4 separate regions of the Mus musculus genome follow, and regions 1, 3 and 4 are each linked to region 2. A link is a contact called in public Hi-C and promoter capture Hi-C data. All regions are on one chromosome and are shown on one strand. The core of a region is the stretch at or near the end of the contact, and the rest is flanking DNA. Distances in the headings are between cores, read along the strand shown. Region 1 holds the start of Rnf145 (ring finger protein 145). Region 2 holds the start of Mat2b (methionine adenosyltransferase II, beta). Region 3 holds the start of Rars (arginyl-tRNA synthetase). Region 4 holds the start of Ttc1 (tetratricopeptide repeat domain 1).

Region 1 (3,760 bases), core at 91-2,590, 3.8 Mb after region 2:
GATATGCTACTGTGAACTTTAGTGATGGCTTTGGCTACATATTACTTATTTTACATCTATGAATGTTTTGTCTGCAGATATGTCTGAGCACCACATGTTTGTAGTGTCCATGGAGGCCAGAAGAGGGCGTCAGATCCTCTGGGACTCGAGTTACCAGCTACACCTGGGTGCTGAGAATTGAACCTGGGGGTGGGGTGTTCTCTAGAAGAACAAAAAGGGCTCTTAAGAGCTAAGCCATCTCTCCTGCTCTGATGACCTTGTATATGTAGAGGTTGTGTTTACAGTTTTATAGCAGGGGAGACCCAGAGGTTCAGAATCGTGGGTGTATGTGTCTCATAAGCAGTGGACAAGGACACATAAACATCAAAGAATACTCATTTTGTCTTGTACAGATTGTAAGGTGGAGGCTCTTGGCAAGTTTCCGAATGAGCCAGAATGGTTGCAATGCCTTACAAATCACTTGGTGTTCATCTTCTGTTACCTAGGCACTGCCTAATGAAAGGCCACACTAGTTTCTAGTGGCAACTGATTCTCAAGGGACTAAACTAAAAGCAAGGAACAACAGAGCAAATGGCAGAAGGTAATAGCGAGGCAATGGTAATACAGATGAACGTAGTAATAGATCCCTGCAAAGATCAGCTTAAGTCCTCAGCAAGCTTATATACTATATAGACACAGATCCTGCTCTAAAAGCTTCTACATTTATAATACGGCAAGAATGTGCCATAGTATTAGGAGACTAGAGCAGAACAAAAGGGTTTCAGGGAAAGGGTGTGTGCACACTAATGTGGTTTGAACCTTGAACCAAAAGAAATGGCAAACCTATTTACACCTTTTATTTTCATACAGTAGTTAATCATTTGCACCAAACGAAGGAGCCGGAATACAGTCCCAGGGAGCAATTCCAAACCATTCACTCATCCAGCATTTTACTCTTCGTCGTCCCTGATGCCTTAGAGACGAGTCTTAGTCTAGTCAAGGAGAGAGTTAAAAATTGCTCTGGGTTTGCACGCGGCAGGGACCAGCCTTTCACATTGTCCCACGTGGTCCCAGCAGGTGAGTGTAGGTGTGGGCGCGTGCGGCTCGTGGTGTCTGCGGAGTGAGCGCGAACACGTGTCAGAATGGCTGGGGTCACAGTGCATGTCCCGGTGTCGCCTCACCCTTCCTTGGAATAGTCTGCCGGACCAGCACCAAAGAGAAGCCGGCGTTTCGGGCCCACTCAACGGAGGCGGTGCGGGAAGATCCCGCCGTGCGCGATTGTGAGTGAGCGTGGGCGCACGGGGGCCGGGCGATGGCGAGCTCGCGCGCAGGCGCAGAGCGCGCGAGCCGGCGGTCGCCGCAGAGCGCGGGGGGCGGAGCCGGAGCGCGGGGACCAGGCCATGGCGGCCGCCGGGCGCTGGTGCCGGCGCTCGGCCCGGGAGCGCCTTTGTCGCCGCGGAGGATGGTGACCTCACGGTTCGGGCCGCTTCCGCTGCCTCCGCCTCCCGAGACGCCGCAGCCGAGGCCGGACGCGGGAGAGCCGCCGCTGTGAGCCGCGCAAACCGGGCCCCCCGCCGTCGGAACCGAAGATCTCACCGGAGGGGCGGGAATCGGAGCCGGGCAGCAGCGGACACCGCCATCCCCAGTGCCGCCCCGCAGGCAGGGAGGCTGCGGCTCCAGGTGACTGCGGTCAGCCGGGAGCATCCCGCAGGCCTGCTGCCCACTGCGCCTCCCCTCCCCTCCCCCACCCTCGCTCCTCCCCGCCGCGCCCCCTCCTTCTCCGGCTCTTGGCCCCGGCCTGGTCCCCCTCCGCACCGCGCCCTCCCGCCCACCCCTGAGCAGCGATCAGTCTCCTGCGACCTCCTCGCAGAGCCTCATACTCGTTCCCGGGGCCTCGGCTGCCTCCTCACCACCTTCCATCCTTCTTTCCTCCCGCGCCTGGAGAGGGAGAGAACCCTCACATTCCTGAGATGCCCTCATTGGGGCTCACCCCTCTCTGCTCTCCTGTACCCCGGTTGCAAGGCCTTTCCCGGTCTCTCTGGCAGAGGTGTCCAGTCCGGGCTCCTTTGCTCAGGTTTGCATTTCTAACTTTTCGTCTTTTGCGTTTCTGTTCACTCTTTTTGCTTTCAAGCTTCTTCCCTCTTCCCTGGCGTCTCCTCACCTCGCAGCCCCTTAACTCAGCCTAACCATGTGCAGGCGGTGCAGGTTGCGGGTTTCAGAAAGACCTGCCAAGCCCAAAGAATAGGGGGACCCCTGGCTTAGTGTGCAGTGCGCCTCTCTTCAGTCACGAGCAGCTCATCTCTCTCTTACTGTGTTCCTTTTCCCGCTCGCCATCCCTGGGTTCGCCCTCTCCAGTTCTGCTTTCCCACCCTAGGACCTTTGTGGAATGAACCCCCTATTCTATCTAAGGGTTAGGAACTTGACTCATATAAGCGCGCCTTATGAGGCGCGGTAGAGCCAGCACCCTTGGCGAGGCAGGGAGCACCCGGGCTTCTCTTCCTGGCAGAGTTTCTGCTCCACGTAATCCCCTAGCCTTGGGGCTGCTGCGTCCGTGCCGCGCTGCTGTGCTGTGCTCGCTGCCTGCTTGCGGCGAGCTGGCTTGGGGTTACTACAGTTCAAATGTATCTGAGCAAAGCAGGCGGGGTTGGGGGAGGTGCGGGGAGAGAGTGAGATGGGGCGGGGGAAGGGGCCTTTGCAGTGGGAAGGCATCAAAGATTAATGGATGGCTTTGCATCTCTGTCTGCAGTAAACAGGAAACTAGTCTGAAAGGAAGGGGTGTGTGTGTGTGTCTGTCTTTATTTTATAAAATACCGAGTGTGCAGTTTTGTGAATCTTGAACCAGACCCAAAAGGATGAGCTGCCGGTGCTGCAGTCGTGACCTAGGCTGAGCGTCCAATGGCAGAGGTAGCGTTGTTTTCCTTCTCTGTGTCGGGCCCTTAGGTTGGACGATGGCTCTTTCACTGGAGGGTGGACTCTTATCTGTGGATGTGGTTTCGGAGATGATGAGGAATCACAGGATTGCTAGTAGTTTCTGTGGAAACCAAGTCCCTACAAAGTTAGCTAGCAACACAGTGGGAGTGGGGAGGATTAGCTATATTTAAAACGTGTGCCAGCGCTTATGTAAGGAAGTTCTCTTTCCTGGTCTCCTTTCTGGGCGGAGTTACTTTCGGATTTTAGGGTCCAGCTTCGCCCTCTCGTTTTTGTTTTTGTTTTTTTGTTTTTTGTTTTGTTTGTTTATTTTTTTTAAGGTCTCAGCATCCCAATGGATAGACAGCCTCCTTGTCCCCCATTTGCTTAGATTCAGTTTTAGTTGATTTAGAATTTGTTTGAATTGCTGGGAGCAGAGAAGGAAGGTTGATGGTGATGGTTTTGTTTGTAACTTTCAGCCCTAAATTATCTGTTATCAATTTAAGTCATCTTATTTTTGCTTTGTCTTTTTTAAAAAGGTAGTTAAGGAGTTGTGGGATTCCTTTTTTTTTTAATACCACATTTTTTTTTTTTTAAAGATAGTTTTCCAACGGAGCCCAGCAGTTACATTTTTCTTACTGTTGAAGTTTCTTTGTCTGATTTCTCCCTATTCAAAACTAAACTTTGGTAGTTTTAGGACAATGCAGAGTGAGGATCTGTGTTTCCTAACCCTCAAGCCCTATAATAAACTGCACATTATACAAGACGTTGTTTCCATGTCTTGGAAAGGCATTTATTGAAACAGCCAGGGTTTGGGGTTTTGGTGAGCATTTATTGAGTCTTTCCGTTTCTGGGAAGAAACATTTTCTGTTTC
Region 2 (3,793 bases), core at 1,079-3,578:
CACGGCTATACACTTAGCAATCATGCATAATTGAAAAAAAAAATCATCTGATGCAGGAGGGTCTCAATGAATTCAAGACCAGCCCTGATCTGTCTGGGAAAACAAATACAAAACAACCAGAAAGTTTCACATTCACTTTCAACACTTTCAAGTTTTCACATTCACTCTCTACCTCTCTAACATCCTTGGACACCCTTGGGATTTAAGAAACAAGATATCTAGATTGCTTAATAGGAATGGAATTCAGAGGGGAACAGCTCAACTCCCTGTACGTACACACAGGCAGTGTTCTTAACAGGAATTGGTATCAGGCTGCCTCACTAACATTAACTATGCCAAGTCTCAGCTGGCAACAAGAGTGAATGTCAGTTGCACAGGTTGAGAGAGCAACACCAGCATGCAGATTCCAGCTGTCTGCACCTTCTGCCTGTTATCTGCTTTTATGAAACAGGGTCTCACTATGTAACCTTGGCTTGCCTGATAATCATTCCTGCCTCAGCTTTTAGAGTGATGGGACTGAAGTATAAGCCGCCACGCTCAGCTACTGTACCATTTTTTTTTTTAATGAAAAAGGTTGCTGGGTGTGGTGGCATCATCAATCCCAGCCCACTGGAGGTGGAGCCACGCAGATCTCCGGGGATTTGAGGACAGCCATGAATACACAGTGAGACTGTTTAAAACAAACAAACAAATGCAACAACAGAAAGAAAAAACAAACAAACAAACAAAAAACCACCCTAAAAAGCAATCACATCTCCTCACCACTACAAACTTCCTGAGTACTGAGATTACAGACATGAGTTAGCACACTCAGTTTACCACTCTCTACTTTTCTTTTACTGAACTGGGGAAATGCATTAAGCCTACACGAATACATGCTCATACGCACACACCTTTGGTCACATGCCGTCACCAGTCTGGAACTGCAAATACATTCGAACTTTGGCTAAGGCCCAGCCATTTGGAGATAATATTGAATGTGCATCACGCAAATGTAAAAATTTCCCATTATCAACTGGTTGTGGTGGCTCAGATCTTCAATCCCAGCACTCCTCGAGGCAGAAGCATCTGAGTCCAAGGCCAGCCTGGACAACACATACTGAGTTCTAGTTTGGGTTTCTATTGCTGTGTGAAAACATCAAAGCATTGTTTGGCAGGAGGTACTTAGCTTACCATTTCCACATCACTGTTCGCCCCTGAAGGAAGTTAGGACAAGACCCTGGAGGCAGGAGCTCACACAGGCCTTGTGAAAACTGCTTAATTCCTCAGCCAGCTTTCCTAAACAACTCAGGACTATAACAGCCCAGGGGCTCCGTCCTCCCAAGTCAATCGCCAATTAAGAAAAGGCGCTACAGGTTCACCTAATAATAGCCTAATCTTATGGCGGTATACTCTTAACAAGAATCCCTCATCTCAATAGGGACTCCCTTATCTCTAGTAACTCTAGCAAGCACAGGACCCTCCCCCAAATTAAAAGTTTGCATTAAAAAAAAAAAAAAAACTGGCCACATCCTAGGCGTTTTTATATCAGCAAGACACATTAGTTCATCGACTGTGCTGGATACATTCTGTAGGTCAGTAAGTACTTAACGGGCTTGAAACACGGGACCGTGGACCAGACTTGGAAACATGCTGGGGGAAGTTTACCAGACATGCAATTTCTTTCAGCAGTCTTCCACCACGCAAAATACAGCGGTTCAGAAAACGTAGAAGCTAAAAGCCCAACACTGGAATTCCTGCTCAAACCTTCCTGAATAAACTCGAGGCGGTGCCCGTCTGCCTACCAGGGAGCCTGAGCGTTCACAGCACCGCACAGTCGGAAATCCTGACAGCCTTAAAAGTGCCTCAAGGAACCCGCCCCGTGCAAACTATGAATTCACCAAGTTGACCCCGCCGACACCGCCATTTATGGAAAGTCACTCTCCCCCTGTCCTTAAAGATCCAGGAACACAAAACAAAGATGATGACTACTGAAACGGGAGCCAGCCCGCGGGAGGCGGCGGGAGGCACCGGGAGTCTCCACCTCCGCGCTCCCCGGGCTGCAGCGGGCGTGAGCGCAGCCCTACAGGGAGAGAGGTAAACAAACTCAAAGGCGCCACCCCGGCTCCATGCCCCGAAGCTCACCTCCACCAGCTGGCAGCAGCCGGGGACGAAGTGGATGGAGAGCTCCTTCTCCCGGCCCACCATGCCCGCAGTCTTTGCGCCGCTTCAGTCGCGACCGCAAGCTCCACTAGCGCAGCACTGCCAGGGGCCGCAGCGCCCGCGCCCTTGGCCCTCCTCCCCTAGGCCCAGGCCGACCCCGGCTGCCGCTTCCGGCTTCCGCCGCCCTGGCCGCGCCTGTTGATTGGCCGCCTCTCGCCACGCGTTCAAAAAGGGGCGGAACCTCAAGGGACGCTGTCAGCCCATGTGCCAGTTCTTAAGGAGATAGAGCGTTAGAACGCAGGCACTGGTGCCAAGCGATGGATGCAGGCTTCCTTGGGTTTAAGAGTGTTGGCTTTTTTGTTTGTTTTTTTAAAATCTCTCCTACTTATTCCTTCTTAGTGAAGGGTAAGGAATCGATTCGCCTAGGTTTGCAGACTGCGAAATGCCTAGGAGTCAACCAAGCATGTATTATAGAAAATAGACTAAAACATCTGTAAAGTTAGGAGGCAAGAAGGTAAGGGTTGTCCCGTGAACACAGAGCTAAGGCTGGACTGAGTTGGTTTTAGGCAGTCCGAACCTCAGGCTGGCCTTGGGCTCAGAGAAAGACCTGCAATTTCTGATCCTCTCTAGTTTCCTTGTCCAAAGGCATCAAAGGGTTACAGGAGTGAACAACCAACCTAGGCAAGGTGCGGTTCGTCCTTTAAGGCAAGAAGAAAGAATAAAAATAGGACTGTGCTCAGAGTCATTAACATCCCTGAAAGCTATGTTTTTCTGGAATGCTAAAAAAAAAATGCTGTGAAGTTTGAAAACTGTTTATTTTTAGCTAATTAAAAATAAAAAGGTGTGGGAGAGAATGTTACTTTCTAAAAGGCAGGTTCTTCGTATTTCCCCCCCCGCAGAACCACAGGAGAAACTCAACTGTGCTAACAAGCCCAGTCAACTTTTAAGTAGATTTAACAGGCGTCCTGGCTGCCCTTTGGAGGCTTCACTTAGGGGACGACGACGCCCGGGGCTGCTGGAGCCAAGCCAAGGAGGAGCTGCTAAGACTTAAAATGAGGGAGCCAAGGAAGGGCGGAATGCCAGGCGCTCCTTCCAGCCCTGTGTGGTTGTTCAAAAGTTAATCAGAAACAACAGCTCGCAGGGTCTGACTCAGCTCTCAACTGTAACCTGCAGGTTACAAGCTCCGAAGCACAGCAACAGGCAAGCCAGTGAAATTTACCCTGAAAAAAAGCCCGGGCACACTTTTTCTCCGCCCACTCTCTACCCAACAATCTATTCCCATCCAGACACCCACGATAAGGGATTTCAAAACTCGCCCCAAAACGTGACCACTGCCTGAATTACCCCCAAAGGCCTCATTTTCAGAATCCTTTTGGTTTATTTTTAGACTAAGGATTAAGCTGCCCCTTGGGAAAAGTTTTCCTCAGTCAGGTGATAGTTTTTCTCCCACCCCCCCACCCCACCCCCCCCCACTAAAGAATTTATTCCCTCACTCTTTGGAAGAGCAAACAAAGGCAGCCTAAGGCTCCCTACTTTTCGAATTTTTTTTTTATAATCCGGGTCTTATGGTTATTAAAAGGGCTAGCTATCCCAACACTAAATTATAATAATAATTAGAAGTCCGAGGGAGGGACAAATCCAAGATCCCTCA
Region 3 (3,664 bases), core at 1,055-3,554, 4.9 Mb before region 2:
TTCACCACAGCTGTGGATTTATTTCCCTTACTTCCTTCAGCAGCGCACAAGCACTTGACAAAGCTATCTGAGCACAGCTGCCTCCACACAGATAATAAAGTGCTTCAAAGGACTGGTCAGACGCCTGAGATGAGGACTTGGAGCGGTGCCTGTGCAATCCAGAAGGAAGTACACACACTGGAGAACAATGAATGAGGCAACATGCTAGGCTGTGTCATCAGCAAACCTGAAAGGCAGGCCAAAGAAGCTGAAGGTAGGCTTTCTTTAAAACAAACAAACAAACAAACTACATTGATAAGCATTGCTGGACTGTAAGGCTATTCAAATGGTGGCATGGTAGTACACACCTGTAAACCCAGCCTGAGAGACACAGAAGAAGAAAATGCACTTCAAGATGGAGGCAGCCCAGCCCAGAAGCCAGCCTGGTCTGTATAGAGAGGCTGTTGGATGGGGAGGAGGAGAGGCAGAGAAAGTTTCGCAACATTAAATGAAAAGAACCCCAAAAGATGCTATAAAGCATAACACAAAACTGCAAAATAAACAACTTCATTGCAGAGGAGTTAGGAATCAGTGAGTGCATTTTAAAACATCCCTGTTAGTTGCTCCTGAGAAACTGTTTCTTTTACAGTAGTTAAAATGGTTTTAAAAACAAAAGACATTCCTTTGACAGCATGGACATAAGCCTTTGAAGAAATCTCAACTTCCAAACCATTAAACCATCGTAATGAACCACTTAAAAGGGGTATCATAATAAACTACTTAAAAGGGCCCTGGGAAGCCAGTGCCGCCCCACTTTCTCCAGCCTAATGAGTCCTAACTTGCCTTATGCAGGAAAACTGATTTCTAAACAAACTCCTCTTCTCAATTCTTATAGCACGTACTTCTAGAATCTTCAGTAACAACAACAACAGCAACAACAAATTATTTGAAAACATCCGGAGCACTTACCCTTCGAAGAATATTCAGCCTATACTTCAATTTTAAATTTTCTTCTCGTAACTGTTCCAAACTTGGAGAAGCTTCCAAGCAGCCACAGTTCTTCAGCCGGTCGATCTCAGCAGTCAGAGCCTTAATCTCCCTTTCCTGTAAGGGAAAGGCAACTTTTCCAGGTCAAACAAATGCTTCCCGGATAATGGCAAACCTTACCACAGACTTCCTCATTTCGCTCTCCACAACATGTGGGGTAGAAAAATGAGAATGGACTTTGCAATGATTTTACTGACGTCAGCAATCATCCTTTATGAGATGGAACTGAGTTCACATGTGTGTGCTGGGGATGAGGGACTGCGGGGCAGAGAATATAACTCAGCCAAGTGTGCATGGCAGTACACATCTCCAGTCCTAGCAGTTGAGAGGCTGTGAGTTGAAAGTCCAGGGCCAGAGTCAAACACGGAAGTCTCTTCTTTAGCTAGGTGCATCCTGATTTAGTCAGAGTACAAGTTTCTGGCTTTACTACCTGTGTTGCTAAATCTAATGACTTGGGACTAAAAAAAACCAAACCAAATCAAAAACGACAAAACAAACCAACAAACATCAGTAGGAGTTGGGGACTTGCACCCCTCAGTGCTGCTTGCCACACATAGGCCTTGGCTCTGGGTTAGATCCCGAGACAAAAAGGAGTCAATCCATCTTTTGTCATATTCGAAATCACTCAAGTGTCCGTCTTTGCCTTTTCTGGGTCTACGTAAACTTCATATATATATGGTTTTTTTTTTCCCCATCTCTCCAAGATCTGCTACTATTCACTGGACTCAGCAGTAAAGAGCTTGTCCATTTATTTTGCACCTCGGGGATGATTTGCATAAAAGCAGTTATTGTCCAGGGAAGACTTAGACAAACTGAGTTCCTAACGCTAGTGTCTAGGCCCGAAAAAGAAAAGGGGCTGGTCTTACTTTCGTTTTTCAAAATTGTGACACTGTTCCAGACCAACACTGGCGGCTTCTTGGGAAGTTTCCGGCTGGGTCTCAGGGCACACCTGTCCTGCTCTAACCTGGCCTGGGCGACCAGCAGAGTGAGCCTCGCTCGCTGTCCACCCTCTCTTCTCTGAGTGACAGTCGCACGACCCGGCCAAGAGGAAAGGGCCAGCGGAGCAGCAAGGCTTCGCAAGCCCCGAGGTCCCGGACTGGGGTCGCCGCGGCCGCCTGTGGAAGCCACTGCGGACTCTGCCCCGCCGCCGCCCGCTCCAGAGCCCTCCGCCCCGCCCAGGGACAAACCTGCTGCAGCAACCGCGCGGAGCACTGAGCCACCAGACCGTCCATCCTCTCGTCAGCGACTCACATGCCAAGCGGCCGGAAGCGGAAGTGTCTAGTTTGGGCCGGAAACGGAAATTCCTACCCGGGTAAGTCACTGTTTTTGGTTTTTCAGGGCGCGCCCTCTGCTGCCCCCTAACGGGATCCAGGAGACACTGCGAGAGAGGCGGGGAGCAGGCCAAAGCAACCTACCCTCTGCTTGGAGGCATGGCGCGGGCATGGGCACAGAACCCATCCCTCTTTTGTTTTGATTTTTTGTGTTTTTTGTTTTTGTTTTTTTCGAGACAGGGTTTCTAGCCCTGGCTGTCCTGGAACTCCCTCTGTAGACCAGGCTGACCTCGAACTCAGAAATCCACCTACCTCTGCCTCCCAAGTGCTGGGATTAAAGGCATGCGCCACCACTGCCTGCAACTCATCCCTCTGTTAAACAGGCATTTTTGTTGTTGTTCACATTAAGGTGCTAGATACTCTCTCCAGGATGTGAAGATGTTTAGAATGTATGATAAAAAAAGGTCCTTAAACTAATGGAGACTGCCTGAAAGGGGAAAGAGAAAACAATGGCTTTCCTTTTCATTGTATGTGTAGTGCGCGCGTGCACGCGCACATGTGCATGTGTAGACTTTTTGTATTCCACTCTGACCTTTGACTCTCCATCCTCCTGCCTCAGCCTCCTTACCAGGCAAACAATGTTTTAATTACCAAGAAAGGAAGGTGGTACAATGACTTGAGCCAGGCAGCCTCTTGGAGCATCTCTCAGGCTCTTCTGTTCGTTTGAAAGATGTAGCCCAGGGTAGTCTTGCATTTAGCTGAGCTTCTGATCTTTTGTCTTGAACTTCTGATCTTTTTCTTTCCACCTTCCAAGGGTCGTGGTAACGTGGTTTTACCACCAAGATGGATTTAGTTCACGTTAAAATTTACTTATCTTCATCCTAAACAATAATATCTATGAATCCATGGGCTGAGTGTGTGGGCTAAAGATGCTACATATTAAATAAATATAGGACTTGAGAGGTGGCTCAGTGGTTGAGAGCACTGGCTGTTTTTTTTTCCCCCAGAGGTCCTAGTTTGATCCCAGTATTCACATGGCAGCTCACACTCACCTATGAACATGTAGTTCCCTGGGATTTGATGCTCTCTCCTGGTGTGCAAGCATACATGCAGACAAAACACCCATATACATAAAATAGATAAACTTTCAAAAACAATCAACATATTATTATAGATAATAAAGAATGCAGCCATATCTACCTGTGTTTTCTTTTTGCTAGGTAGAGCGGGCTGGCCTAAAACTCAAGCATTTCCTGTGTTCTGGGATTACATCTGCTGCCTCTCCGGGCCTATAGTTTTCTATATTGTCACCAGTGGTACCTATACCCACTTTGAGAAAATGCTGCATTAAGGCACTTGGCTATCAC
Region 4 (3,499 bases), core at 42-2,541, 3.1 Mb after region 2:
CTTGATCTCAGAGATCCACCCTCCTCTGTCTCCCCATTGCTGGATTAAAGGAGTATGGATCATGCCTGTCCAAGGAAGTCATTTTAAAAACAGGATATCACCAATTGTGGTGGCCCATTCCTGCAGTCTCATCATTGGGGAGATGTAGTTAGAAAGATCAGAAGTTCAAGGCCATCCTTGGTTACACAGCAAATGTGAGGCTAGCCTGGGCTATGAGACCCTGTATTAGGCCCCTCCCCAGCCCCAAACTAGAGTATAATAAACTCACACTCAATGCCAATTATCATTTTAACTGATAGTCTTGCTGATCAAATATGGTATCAGACTTATACCAAGACTAACATCCCCACTTCCCACTGGTGTTGGAGACCGAATCTCAGACTTTGTGGTACATGTAAGCCATTTAAACAACTGAACCACACCCTCGATCCATACCCTAAATGAAAAGACTGATTTTAATGTGACTTTTCCACGTCCGGCAGCTTGCTGGATGGCACAAATTAGACAGAATCCAAAACAGCTGCAGGGGAAAAAAAAAGAAAGAAAGAAAGAAAGAAAGAAAGAAAGAGTTCTAATCTTTGTTCAGAATAAATGACCAAGTTGTCAACAGGAAACAATGAAGTCCGAATGGGACACTATCGCCACCGGGAGCCGAAGAATAAGTTTCTTATGGAGCCCAAGATGGCATCTGTGCCCAAATCGTGCTTATCATCGTAAGCAAATGCAAGCGGTATAGCTTAGGTAGCTAATTCTGGAAGGGGAGCCTTTGCGCAGATGTTTTCACAGGCATCCTCCAGGGACTCAGAACTCAGCCTTGGAAGAGCCGGTTCTCAACTCTCGCTGCGCAACCCTGCTGCCCAGATCCTGACAATATTGGTCTGCAGTCAGGTCAGAGCATCTCTGTTTTTTTAAAGTGACTCTGATGATTTTACGTTCATCCTATTAACCACTGCTGCTCTAGAAGCTGAGTCAGAACCTCTGCGGTGCCTGCCACCCCTCTGGTCGCAGCAAAACCACGCCAATGACCCAGTGTCGCGTTAAAGTCCGAATTCGTCCTAGCCTGTTAAAAGGAAAAGTTAAAAGGGAGGGTCAGGACTCGCAGGCTTCGCTTTTACTCGAGTGTCGCGTCCCTCCCGGCTATGAGTCAAGGTTAGAAAAGCCCCTCCCCGCGCGACCCCGCGCCTGTCCCAGGCCACAGTCCTCACCGAACGCCGCGAGACCCACGATGGGCTTCACAACCTCCCAGCTCCTCTCTCCACCGCTCCTGCCTCCGAGTCCTTCTACTTCCTCCTGAGTCAGGTGCACTTCCGGCCGCGCTGGCCAATGGCGCCATTGCTGGCAAAGCATTCTGGGAAATGTAGTGGCCAACTCGAAGAGAGTGAGCGGAAGTAGCTGTGTGACGTCACTGTACGGCTCAGTACTATGAGCCTCAGCTGTCATCTTGAGTTATGTCAAATCCTGCCAATTAGCACAAAGTAATTTTTCAAACGCGACTACTTGTGGCTTTAAAAACGTCTTTATTCTGGCGTCCCTCATGTTAGGAATGTGCATAAGAACCCGAAAACATCCTTCGTCCCTAAATAAACATTTCTTTCCAGTAGTTTCCAAAGTGCCTTTCAAGAGCTCTGTTAGGAGAGTAACAGTTTTCAAAACAGTAAATATTACACACTTTTTCCACTCATTTTCTCATGACTGTACAGCGCTTTCCAGAGGTTGTCTTCTGATATAGTGCAACAGAAGGAATACAAAAAGGGGTGAATTATTCTAGCTGTTAGGCAAGTCCGTCTATTTGTGAGCTAGACCTCCAGGCCTTCACCTGTCCTGTATTAAATCAGAGATTTGCAAAAAATTGAAACAATGCCATTCTTCTTGTGACAGGATAGCAAAGATGGAGAAAATTAAAAAGACATCGGAAAGGAAAGTAGCCTTTCATCAAGACTGGTTAAGTCTCTCCTAGGCTCAGTCATGAATTCCCACAAGGGGCTAGGAAGCATGACTTAGCAATTGAGAGCAATGACTGCACTTTCAGAGGACCAGGGTTCAATCCCCAGTACTCACATAGCAGCTTACCACAACTTTAACTCCAGTTCCAGGGCATTTAAGATCCTCTTCTGAACTTCATGGCCACCAGGCACACACATGGTAAACAGGCATACATGTAAACAAACACTCATGCACACCAGAAGAGTTAATTAGATAACAGTAAAGTTAAAAAAATTCCATAGAGTTATACAAAATTTCATAGACAGAAATACTGTTCCTTTGATTTATTTGTTTTTAAATGTAGATACTTTAAGAATTAACACAGAAGCTAGGCAGTGGTGTCACTTGCCTTTAATCCCAGCACATGGGAGGCAGAGGCAGGCAGATTTCTGAGTTGAGGCCAGCCTTGTCTAAAGAGTGAGTTCGAGGACAGCCGGAGCTATACAGAATTATTAAAAAAAAAAAAGATTTAACACTGAAATGAAACATAAGACATACCCATACCGCTGGGCTGTGGTGGCGCACGCCTTTAATCCCAGCACTTGGGAGGCAGAGGCAGGGGGATTTCTGAGTTCGAGGCCAGACTGGTCTACAAAGTGAGTTCCAGGACAGCCAGGGCTAAACAGAGAAACCCTGTCTCGAAAAACAAAACAAAACAAGACATACTCATACCCAGTGAAGCATGAGCCATATTTCTGACTCGTAATTTTCTGACAAATAAGGTTGTGAGATTGTGAGGGGCTAGGGAGATGAGAGATGACTTAGTGTGACAATAAGGCACTTGCCAGCAAGCTTGCTGACCAGAGTCTGATCTCCAGGAACATGTGGTAGAAGGAGAGAACTAGCCCCTGAATGTTGTCTTCTCATCCACACCTATATGTCATTCACACACCTTTATCCACCTCTCTCTATCTCTCCCTTTCCTGATAAATACTAATACTCAACAAAAGAAATGAAAAGTATACGATTCTGGTGTTATTTTCCATAGTTGTTTATGTAATTTGGTTCACTTGAAAAGATGAACTAATAGCAGGAGTTTTTCTTAAAATTTTGAGTAAATATTTACCGTGATAAAAGCATTGAAAAAGTATACCACGTATACCACATCCTTTATTGTTTGTTTGTTTGTTTGTTTTGTTTTTTTTTGTCAAACAGGGTTTCTCTGTATAGCCCTGGCTGTCCTGGAACTCACTCTGCAGGCCAGGCTGACCTCGAACTCAGAAATCTGCGTGCCTCTGCTTCCCAAGTGCTGGGATTAAAGGCGTGTGCCACCACTGCCCCATTTTCAAATCTCTTAAACAGTGTAACTTTAAAATCCACCAGAACAGGTATAATGGGTATAATCTCAGTGCTTGGGAGGTGGAGGCAGTAAGATCACAGAACTTTGTGGCCAGACTGGGTAGGTAGTCTGGGCGTAGTGAGTTCTAGGTCAGCTACGTCTAGAAAGTGAATAGCCATCTGAAATGCTAGCAAAAATGTATTTATATATTAGCTACCAACATCCCCCACCCCCCAC

What was found. Promoter capture Hi-C pulls out the DNA fragments that hold promoters and counts their contacts. Hi-C and Micro-C count contacts between places; a contact is called where the count stands out from the background.
Region 1: a promoter capture Hi-C map of hematopoietic stem and progenitor cells shows a contact between it and region 2. The contact joins the promoter of Rnf145 here to the promoter of Mat2b in region 2. A contact is called at or near these places in 3 of 39 promoter capture datasets (the HPC-7 cell line, cranial neural crest and hematopoietic stem and progenitor cells).
Region 3: a Hi-C map of the CH12 cell line shows a contact between it and region 2, with 3 times the contacts expected there. The contact joins the promoter of Rars here to the promoter of Mat2b in region 2. A contact is called at or near these places in 5 of 39 promoter capture datasets (the C10 cell line, cranial neural crest, hematopoietic stem and progenitor cells and 1 more) and 8 of 484 Hi-C or Micro-C datasets (the Ba/F3 cell line, the CH12 cell line, the G1E-ER4 cell line and 3 more).
Region 4: a promoter capture Hi-C map of pre-B cells shows a contact between it and region 2. The contact joins the promoter of Ttc1 here to the promoter of Mat2b in region 2. A contact is called at or near these places in 3 of 39 promoter capture datasets (cranial neural crest, frontonasal cranial neural crest and pre-B cells).

The regions. Positions count from the first base shown.
Region 1 is chr11:44,517,616-44,521,375 of GRCm38.p6, forward strand. Rnf145 (ring finger protein 145) reads left to right here and starts at 1,341. Exons shown (of 11, transcript NM_028862.4): 1 at 1,341-1,659.
Region 2 is chr11:40,690,354-40,694,146 of GRCm38.p6, forward strand. Mat2b (methionine adenosyltransferase II, beta) reads right to left here and starts at 2,329. Exons shown (of 7, transcript NM_134017.2): 1 at 2,125-2,329. The coding sequence starts at 2,187.
Region 3 is chr11:35,832,224-35,835,887 of GRCm38.p6, forward strand. It overlaps Rars (arginyl-tRNA synthetase), which reads right to left and starts at 2,305. Exons shown (of 15, transcript NM_025936.3): 1 at 2,214-2,305; 2 at 949-1,083. The coding sequence starts at 2,258.
Region 4 is chr11:43,746,717-43,750,215 of GRCm38.p6, forward strand. Ttc1 (tetratricopeptide repeat domain 1) reads right to left here and starts at 1,292. Exons shown (of 8, transcript NM_133795.2): 1 at 1,206-1,292.